Linked DNA regions of Gossypium hirsutum: region 1 is linked to region 2. The links are chromatin contacts, called in public Hi-C maps. All regions are on one chromosome and are shown on one strand. The core of a region is the stretch at or near the end of the contact, and the rest is flanking DNA. Distances in the headings are between cores, read along the strand shown.

The links. A called contact is a pair of places that touch in the nucleus more often than the background predicts.
Region 1: a Hi-C map of leaf shows a contact between it and region 2, with 2.4 times the contacts expected there. The contact joins the promoter of LOC107923340 here to the promoter of LOC107919373 in region 2. A contact is called at or near these places in 3 of 34 Hi-C or Micro-C datasets (callus and leaf).

Annotation. Positions count from the first base shown.
Region 1 is chrA12:82,699,663-82,705,145 of Gossypium_hirsutum_v2.1, reverse strand. It overlaps LOC107923340 (protein IQ-DOMAIN 1), which reads left to right and starts at 1,860. Exons shown (of 5, transcript XM_041082851.1): 1 at 1,860-2,275; 2 at 2,355-2,627; 3 at 2,719-2,958; 4 at 3,052-3,217; 5 at 3,268-4,265. The coding sequence starts at 2,189. The coding sequence ends at 4,031.
Region 2 is chrA12:82,335,602-82,341,422 of Gossypium_hirsutum_v2.1, reverse strand. It overlaps LOC107919373 (CBL-interacting serine/threonine-protein kinase 9-like), which reads right to left and starts at 3,329. Exons shown (of 9, transcript XM_041082849.1): 1 at 2,978-3,329; 2 at 2,034-2,096; 3 at 1,870-1,941. The coding sequence starts at 3,181.

The DNA of each region.
Region 1 (5,483 bases), core at 611-3,110, 370 kb before region 2:
GAAAAAGGGGTAAAGGACAATACCAGAACAAAAGCTTCCACTTTTATTTTAGAGTAGCTATCAGCTTAATGAATTCTTAATAAAGATGAATATATTTTTTTTAGATTTTTTTTTGCATTAAATCAATTAATTTTACCTAATTCTCAAGTAGAGTCGAATCATACATTTAAACAGAACAAAACTTTCTTAATATAATTTTTTTGTCTTAATTTTAATATCGTTTTTAGTATTTTTTCTACTTAATTCTTTTAATTATCTATAACTCATTCACACCCTAAAATCAAAAGATAATAAGCACAAAAGTATACTTAAACTCATGCTTTATATGTTACAATAACAACAACTTTAATATATAAACTTAACAATTAGATATATTTTAATCACTAAATTTAAAAAATATAAAAGTTTAATATTGTAATCATACCATATTATAAATTGAAAATATCATAATTTTAAAATGTCGCATTATCCATTCTTATCAAAATCTAACATCATATATAAAAATGGACTTAGTTAATATACAAATGCCAAAATTCAATCTTATGTGTCAAAATTTAAATAAACCCAAACATCTTTTTTCTACATTTATATTATCTAAACCGATATTTTATTTGAAAGTGATTATTTTTTTATTAAAAAAACTTTGTTTTGAAAAAAAAAAGAAAAGAAAAAAAGGAGACTTTAGCCATTGGTTGATGTGCAAAACTCAACGTGGGTTTCCCTTTTTTTCTTTTCATGGCCTTTGCCTTTCAACGTTTCTCGATATCTCACCTCGTCCACAGCACGTCCACTACTCTCTGTTCCTCATGTTCCCTTTAATTTAGTATTAAACTTTATTATTTATTATTACCCCCCAAAAGAAAACCTCATAACACAAAATACCCTTTCGGTATTTAAGTTTAGTTTTATATTAAATTTCATGTATAATTTTGTATTAAGATAAAATGATGCCATGTGATTTAATAAATATTTGATACATATGTTTTGTTAAGAAAATATAAATTCTTAATTAGCATAAAAAGAGTTTAGATGTCAAATTAAATATTAAAGTTAAATTTGGGTACTTAATTAGATAAAAAAAACTTAAGTATTAAATTGAAAAAATTTAGGTACCAAAATGAGCATTAAAACCAAACTCAAGTACCAAATTAAGATAAAAAATTAACATGTCAAATTAAACATTTAAACTAAACTCAAATATCAAATAATTTTCATTTAAGTCACTGAGTTGTTAAATACGATGCTATATCGCTTTTTCTGTTCACACTACTTGCATTAATCGAAAGCTCTCTTTTCCTTTCTCTTCTATAATTCTTTTTTTTTATGAAACAATTTTGGACGTTAAGAATTTGCGAACCAAAATTCAAACAGCTTTTTTCTCCAATCTTCGACACTGACCGTTAGATTGACGGATCTAAAGGTATTTTCTTCGATTCTTAGATAAATACTGATCCATTATACCAATCATTAAACTGCAGCTTGAAACTCTCTGGCGGAACTTTAAAAAAAAATATTAACAACTCAGTAACTTAAATGAAAACTTTTAAGTAATTTAATGACCAAATTGTAGCTTTCTTTTATTAAGTTACCAAAACAAAAAGTTATTCATAATTTAGTGACTAATGTTGTGGTTTACCTTTTTTTTTCTTTATTGCATATAAATTATGGAAGTAGTTACTTTTACAAATTTAATATATACAAATTGATAAACTCTTGATTTTGAAGTGAATAATAAATAAGAATATTAAATTAAACTAACTTCTCAAAAATAAAAATAAAATTCTGGAAAGTTAAAATAAAAGACCAATTTTTAAAATTTCGTAAAATAAGAATACAAAATTCAGAATTAAACCTATAAAATTCAATAACATTGAAAAAAAAATGTTAACGTACTACACTCTGACACCACCACCATCGATGTCTCAATGTGCTCGAAAGTTCACCCAAGCTTGGATATATTGAAATCTAAGCTGTTCACTTTCGTTGTTTTCCCTTTCATTGTATCTCTCTCTTGAGGAAATATATATATCATTAAATTATCTTGTCCTGTATGTCTTTCTCTGGCAATTTAACAAGAATCCATATTACAATCAGAATCTTTTTTATCTTCACAGTGTTGGTGTCTTGGCTCCTTCTTCAAAGCTTCTTTTAGCTGTAAATGCAGCTTGGTTTAACCCTATCCTTTTGAATGGGGAAGAAAGGAGGGACTTCATGGTTGACTGCTGTGAAAAGGGCTTTTAGATCTCCTACTAAAGATACCCATGATGATGAAAAGGTAAGTGTTTCAATCTATTTTAATGGCTGTTTATGAATATAAAAAGAAAAGCCTTTGATTTTTTATTTTTTTTATATAGAAGAGAGATAAACGGAGGTGGATCTTTAGGAAACAAGATACAAGTCCTGTGAAGAGTGTAGGTAATAATGGTGGTGGTGGTGGTGGTGCAAGTACGGCAGCAGCGGAGAAAAGGCATGCTATTGCTGTGGCGGTGGCTAAAGCAGCGGAAGCTGAAGCTGCGGTGGCGACTGCAGAAGCAGCTTTACAAGCTGCTCGGTTGACTAAACCTAGTTATGGCAGGAAACATCACTTTGCTGCTATTGTTATTCAGACAGCTTTTAGAGGCTACCTGGTAAGAAAAAAATTTTGCCTTTGAAAATTGTTGTTTTTTGCATGAGAAAAAATGGGGGTTTAGTGTTGATTTTGTGGTGGTGATAATGAAGGCCAGGAGAGCTCTACGTGCGTTAAAAGGGCTAGTGAAGTTACAAGCTTTAGTGAGAGGTCACAACGTGAGAAAGCAAGCCAAGATGACGCTTCGTTGCATGCAAGCACTGGTTAAAGTTCAGTCTCGTGTTTTAGACCAAAGAATGAGGCTCTCGCACGATGGTTGCAGCCGGAAATCAGCATTTAGCGACACCTGGGAATCACGGTATCTTCAAGATATATCGGATAGAAGATCATTAGTAAGTGTTTTAAGCCTTTTGTTTATGACTTTATGTGTGGTTTAAAGATTCAGCTTCTTATTTGCCTTGTCTTTATGTCTGTGTGTGTTCTAGTCGAGAGGAGGAAGTAGCATAGCAGATGATTGGGACGAAAGGCCACACACAGTTGAAGAAGTGAAAGCTATGTTACAACATAGGAAAGAAGCTGCTTTGAAACGTGAAAAGAGCTTGTCACAAGCACTGTCACAACAGGTTCATGTTCTGTCTTTAACCATGTCTTGTTGTATCATATTGTAATGATTCATATAAACCAATTTGACCGTAAAATAGATGAGGAGAGCTCGAAGGAGTCCATCAATGGGGGACAAGATGAGTGGCTTGATCGTTGGATGCCTGCTAAACCATGGGATAACAGAGGAAGAGCTTCAATGGATCAAAGAGATAATGTCAAAACTGTTGAAATGGACACTTCACAGCCTTATTCATATGTAGCACCAAATTATAGAAGAACAAATTCAAACCATTATCACCAAAGGCCTAGTTCACCTCTCCATAGGGCTCAACACAATGCACAAGCTTTCCACCCTTCTCCAATTACACCCTCTCCATCGAAAACACGTCCGGTTCAAGTACGGTCTGCGAGCCCTCGTTGCGTTAGGGAAGACCGAACCTCGTTTTCATCATCACAAACACCAAGTTTAAGGTCCAATTATTATTACACAGGCAGGGTTAGTACTCAAGCTAGTACTAGTATAAACAATGCTATTACATTGCCTAATTACATGGCAGCAACAGAGTCTGCAAAGGCTAGGATTAGGTCTCAAAGTGCACCAAGACAGAGGCCATCGACACCAGAGAGGGACCGAATCAGTTCAGCAAGGAAAAGGCTATCGTTTCCCATCCCGGAACCATACGGTATTGGGATGGGGTATGGAGGTTATGGTCATAGCTTGAGGAGCCCGAGTTTTAAAAGTGTAAGCGGATCGCAATTCGGATTGGAACGACAATCTAACTATTCATCTTGTTGTACTGAGAGCCTTGGTGGTGAAATGTCACCATCTTCAACTAGTGATCTAAGAAGGTGGTTGAGGTGATCCCATCAATGTAGCTGTTGGTTTTTACTAGTTTTATAGTGTGTTTCCATTGTTGATTTTACCAATTCTTGGTTGAAATTGAAGCTTTATAAGTGAGGCAACTGCGATGAACCCTTCCTCACTGGGATCTTTCATGAGATTCATAACCAAATTGAGTGTCTAATACTATAAAGTAACTCTGTAATTCTGTTTTGTCATAACTTTTTAATATATTAAAGCTTATCATCTTTTCGATGTATGGTATTCAAGTCTGGTAAGTTTCCACTCCCATGAAGATATTGCTCAAAATTTCCCATCTTTATTTGGATTCAAAATAAGGATAATTTTATCGTTTTCATCTGTTTTACTGTTTGAAATTAGTCTTATTCAGGTGGCACAATTGCTTTATAAACAATGATAGATGTTAAAGATAGGGCAGGAGCCAGTAGAGATGCTGTTGGTGGGCTAAGATGATAGCTACTTTTTATTACCTTTTATCATGTCCATTAAAGAGGGGGTAGGCTGAACATGATCTCAATAATGAAGAGGAAACTGAAACAGGGCATGTGGTATGTTTTTTCTTTTAATTTTTTTTGTTTTTGATGCCATTGATCCTTATTGGTCATTGCCGGTCTTATCTTTCACAGAAATTCATAATAATAATAATGAAGGGGAAATGATTTTCAATGGGGTTTCGGGTTGTGAGATAAAAAGACTTCTTTGGGGATGTTTTATATGTTAAGATATGATTGCACCCATTGCCAGTCTTTTATCTTTTGCAGGTCTTTCATATGGTCTTGGGTTTCTGATCTGTAGATGCCTTTGTAACTTGGGAGTTGTAGCTTTCTCTTTCTACATGTGAACAAAAATTAATATTTTTCGTTTTATTACTTGAATTTCAATTTGATAATTAAGTTTATTGTAATTTTAAATTTTAAAAATTAAAAATTTGATAGTGTTACATTATGAAATTATACCACATCAAAATTTATGTGTGTTATATTTAATATTTTAATAATTGTATTTGTAATTGAATAGGTTAGACTATCAATTTCTGATCCAATCAGTCTCATTGTTTAATTAACAATAATTAAAATTTCATAAAAAATTAAAAATATAAAAATTTATTAAATCGGTTCTACTTGTTTAATTGTCAATTTTTATTCTGATTTTTTTTATTTTACCAATTTCATGTAGTTTTTGAGTCAATAGGTTTAACTCCTTTGTTCGAACTGTTATATCATCATTAAGTCTTTACATATTAATCCAAGTTCAAATGTCAAAATGAAAAAAAAAATGCATATATCAAAATCTAACATATTTACCAAATTCAAGAATAAAAAAATATATTACTCCTGTTACAAACATTCTTAAAATTCAAATTAAATTTAAAGTATAAGCCAACCGTGAAACAATTTTTTAATCACTCACAAAGTTTAAACTTTTATAGTTTTATTTAACAATATTGAGTTT
Region 2 (5,821 bases), core at 2,080-4,579:
AATTGAGATTAAAGTAGAAATTGAATAGAAATTGTATTAATTAGATATAAATTAGTAGTGAATTAATGAATATGAATTGTTTTAATTCTCGTAGCTAATGTTGTCTGGGAAAATCTCGGCTAAGTAAGGAAAAATGGCAAAGACAACGGGAGTTAGCTCGAGAAAATACGGTTTGTTTTTCTATAATCTGAACTTAATACTTAAATTGTTGGATTTATTATTTAATATATATATGTAGTAGGTGTAGGTATTTTGAGATGATTATTTGAATTGGATTGAATATTGATTATATTGAATTAATTTATGAATATATGTGAATGTTTGAATTGAAATGAATATTGATGTGGAAATTGAATAATAAATATTTGTTATATTGGAAAATATATGTAGTTGGAAGTGTGATGAAATTGATAGAAAATTGTGATTATTGTGAAATTGAATATTTATTAGTGAAAAGTGAATGGAATTATATTGAATTGAAAAAAATATAGTTAATTAATTAAAATATGAATTAATTGAAAATTGGAAAGTGAATTAAATACCCTATTAACTAGTCGGGCTAGTCGGATATAGTTGGCATGCCATAGGTTATGGAAGAGTACGGGTTTTGCCGGCTTACTGATCAGGCACTTATGTGTCGGATATTGTTACTGTTACTGTTACCTATTCGGCACTTTGTGTGTCGGATATTGTTACTGTTACCGTTACTGTTACTGTTCCGGATTTATTCCGATGAGGTACTTTGTGTACCGTACTGTTACTGTTACTGTTACTGTTACTGTTACTGTTACTGTTACTGTTCCAGCTTCGGTCGATGAGGCACTATGTGCCGTACTGGTGTGTTGGTTGGATCCGTGTATCCGTCTAGGTCCGAGTCATGTTAATAGGGGTAAATAAAGGAACTGGAAAGATCAACTGTTACTGAATAATTTAATTGTTACTGTATATTTGATTTTTACTGAATAATTGACTGTTACTGGATAACCGATCAATTGATTGATACTGAATAACTGACTATTACTAAAAAAATAATTGTTCTGATTGACTGATCGTTAATGAATATTACTGATTGATTAATTGCTATTGAAAAATAATAAATGATTTTGAATTTAAAGTAGACCAAAACATTGGTTGGAAAGTGAATGTTTGAATACTCATTGAGTTTGAATAGTTCAATATATATAAATTAATATGTTTTATAATTGTTTAAGTGTTCAGATTATAGAAATACCACTAAGTGTATACTCAGCGTACGGTTTGTTTCCGTGCGCAGGTTAAGTTAAGGCTAGATCATTAAATCAGCATCCCAGGCCGATCCCGAACTCGATGAGGTAAAGCATGTTGAGTATTGGTAATGGCATGTACCTAGGATGTCTTATGAGAGTCATTTAGGTTGTGAAAGTATTGATAAAATAAGTAAATTATGATTGGCAATGGTATATAGTATGAATTTGAAATTTGAAAGAAAAATTCGTAGTAATTCTCATTTAGTCCCGAATTGATTTTACTGTTCATATTGGACGCGAGAGCCCATTAAAGGGACGTCATCTTAAAATTATGATGAGTCTGAACGTTTATATTTAATTAATGTCTGTATTGTACTGTACTGATTGGTAATGTCTCATAACCCTATTCCAACGACGGTATGGGGTTAGAGGTCGTTACAAATTATATGTGTATGTTTTTTATCTTTTATATGACACATATAAAAAAAATATCTTTAAAATGATATAATTTACTTCGTATAATAATATTTTAATAATTACTTAATTGAATTGATTAATTTATAACACCCATTTAATAAAGTAATTAATAAAAAAATAATTTTTCCCACTAGTGGATGCTATAAATTAACGACAAAATGCTTACAATTTTGTCAAAAAGCTCTCCACCATCAATATATTCGATCACTATATAAATCTTTGTCTTGCTTGCCGTAACCTATGGATTTAAACAATAAAAATTAAAATAATATAATATAATCTTATCAGTAATAATCTTACATCTATGTTCTAGGGATTAAGATTATTTACCTCGTATATTTTGATTACATTGGGATGCTTGATGAGCTTCATTATTGATATTTCCCTTTTTATCTGTTCCAAATAAAAGCACCCATTCAAGCAAAAAGGAAAATAAAACATCTTGAATGCAATAAAATATGGGATTAATTTTATTCCCAAGATTATCTTAAAAGAATCAAAATTTTAGATTTGTATTTCGTAAATAGATCAAATAGTTTTGGGAAAGCTTATTTTTGTTTAGGATATTCTCTAATTCGATTCGGTTTTAAATTTACTCATAATTCAATATGACAGGTCAAGTAAGAGCTTTAATCCCTCCAAAATACCTTGATTTCTCTGAAATAAAAAATTACTATTTAGCCGCTCATTAATTATGAATAGAAGTTTGAACTTTAAACCCAAAAATATAAAAATTTTATTTAACTTAAAAAAGATATAAAATAAAATTATACTTTTAATCTTTAAAAATTTATAATTTAATTATAAATATCAACACATATTCTTATATCAATTAACAAAGGGTTAATATAAATTTTGACCCTTTAGACTTAGTAAGCAAGTCCATATTAGTATTTGTACTTTTTTTCCATTTTATTACCTAAACTTATAATTAAGTTCATTTTTATCCTTAAATTCGAATTCAACTAAAATTTAATGACATGACACTCTAAGTTAGACCACATTATCACCTAAATGATGTGTTATATCATCATTTTTAAGTTCAAGCATCAAAATAAACCAAAAACTATATAGGAACCAATTAGGACCTAATTGCAAAGGGGCTAAAAATTATATTAAATCCAAATAAAAAGTCACTGGTCCATGCATTTTACGTGGAGGATCATAGCAATGGTCCAACTTTTTGAAATGAGTAGACGTAAGACCCACATTTTATTGACGACCGGCAAACATCTATGTGGTTTTCCATATACATGCAAAGATTATATTTTTACCTGTTCGACAATCCGGCGACGGAGGACTTGTTCACGGTCTAGGATTTTAATGGCGACACACTCGCCGATCTCCACATTTTTAGCGAATTTAACCTTCGCAGAGCTCCACTCACCCAACGTTCTTCCCAGTTCGTACTTCCCCACACGTGTCCTCATCGTCCGTACCTGCCCCGCGGTATTATTACTACTCTTCTTCGTGCTCATTGTCCTGCCTTAAACAATCCGTACAGATTTCCCCTTTTTTAGGGGGGTTCTTTGGCGTGGGGAGAATTGACGAGAGAGAGAAAAAGAGCGGAAATGTGGTGGTGAGGGGGAAGAAAACGGCGGAGGCAACGGCGAAGGAGTGGCAGGAATGATTTGAAGGGAAGCATGGAATTATAGATATCGAGGCATTAGAGGGATTATATTGGTGAGCGGGAAATGTGGGGCCCAGAGGATAATGACGTGGATCCGGAAACATAGTTGTTCCTTCCGTGGCTGCCTTTTTGAATTTACTAACTTAACCCTTCTGATCTTGTCTATTAAATTTAACGAATTTACGTAGAATGGGGCAAAAGACAATTATCCCCTCCCATCATTTCTTTCTTTAAAAGGAAACAAAACACGTGGGTTAACGAGTTTCGTGTTGGAGTGGATTTATTTTTTTGCTTTATTACTTGTCTCGTTTTCCATATTTTAAAAAGTAGAATAAACTATAAAAAATACTCTCTCTTTTTTTCGGATCATATATTAGTTATTTATATTTGAAATGTTATATTTTAATTACTTATATTATTATTTTGTTACAAAATAGTCATTCTATCGTTAAGTTTCATTACCTCCCTAACGACGATATTACATGGTAGTCTAAATGAATTTTAAGTATCAACTCCAAGTGAGATGAGAATAGATTTTTAATTAAATAAATTTAATTAATTAAAAAATTTAAATTAATTACACCTTGAACTGAAAAAGAAAAATCGTTCGTCTCTTTTTTCTTTTAGTTTTCTTTTCTATTTTGACTGAAAAAATTATTCTTATCCAAGTTGGTATTTAAAACTCATTTGGGCTGCCATGTAGGATTGCCGTTAGGGAAGTAATAGAGCCTAACAATGGAATGACTACTTCATAACAAAATGATAACGTAAATGACTAAAACATAATATTTCAAACATAAATAATTAAAATGTAATTTGAGGCAAACAAAAGTGACTATTGTTATGGTTTACTCTAAAAAGTATTTTATTTATTTATAATTCTAAATTGAGAAAAATTAATATTTTTCCATTTTTATCCAATTTGAAATATTATTTTGACTTAATTCCCAATTTAATAATTATTTTTCTCAAATACTTAAATTTTTTTATCTGAAGTATGCAAATGTGAATGTTTTTAGTTGAACAAAAAATTGTTCACACAATAACATTTTTAAAATTTTCAGAACACAAATTTGAAGAAATTATTTTTAGAAATATATATTATTTAAAAATATTTTATTTGAATTAAATAATGTAGTAAAGAGAAAAGGTACCGTTTCTTCCTGTTTCTCATTGACTCCCCCTCTTTAACTAGCAGGAAAGTTAGAACAAATATTAAGGTTTGAGACCCAGCTGATTCCTTTCATCTGTACTGCTCCCATTGACACCAATTCTTCATCTCTTCTCTTATATTTTAAAATTTCTATTCAAAATATTTACTGGAAACCTTCTGGGGATTCAAGTCTCTCAAAGGGTAAAATATTTTAATATAATTTGTTACTCTGTTGAAGAGAATTAAGGTTCATGATAAAATGAACTGATGATGTCCCTATTTAAGAATTTTAAAGTTGAAGATAGAAACAATTTATGTTTAGGGTTGAACAAAACTCGATTTTTTAAAATTTTGATGAAGTGGTCTGGGGCGAAACTAGGGGGCTAGTAGACCTGATCTCCCTAAAATGGAAAACTTTCTATTTAGACTCTTTAAATTTTTTAAAATTTTAAATTAGTAAAGGTAAAATTACACTTTGGCCCCCAAAAAATGATAAAATTTGATTTAATTCTTTAAAAATTATAAAGATATAGGCTATAAAAATAGTGAAATTATATTTTTACTATAGTAAAAATTACAATTTAATTTCAGCCCCTTAAAAAATTTCTAACTTTGCCCCTTAAAGTGGCATATATATAGATTATCGTGTGGATGACATATCATTATTTAATTAGTTTTTTAAAATTTAAATTTTCAATATTATTATAAAAAATTAAAAATTAAAAACCATTAAAATTATTTAAAAAGTATGAAATTTATAGTAAATATTTTATTATATTTTAAATTTTATTAAACATTAATATGTTATTATCTACTTGACAATTTATGTATATGCCAACATTAGAAAAATTAATATTAATTTTTCTATTTAATAAAAATCCATATTCAAAACTAAAAGAGAAAAAAATCAAATAAAAAAATTAAAATAAATATTTTTATGAAATTTTGAGTGGGAAAAAATCATTGTGCCTGACCTTAATGCATTTGTAACACGTGGACCAATGGAACTCTTCAATCCACAAACCAACCGAGCAAGACTGGTGATCGTCATCGCCATCATGATTGTTATTAGTATTCTCCATAAATCAGCCAATGGAACTCTCTTTTATACCATACCATTGCCTTATCTTCCTATTCAACGTCTCTAACGACTTCATCATGTGGGAACCACTATTTTACTTCCTTTAGTTTTCATCAATTATTAGTAATACAAATCCTATTAGACGTGTAAACTACGGATTTTAAACATAGATATATATTTAAAATAATTTATTATAAATAATAAAACATATAAATTTAAACTAACTAATTATAATAACACATAAAATTAAAATA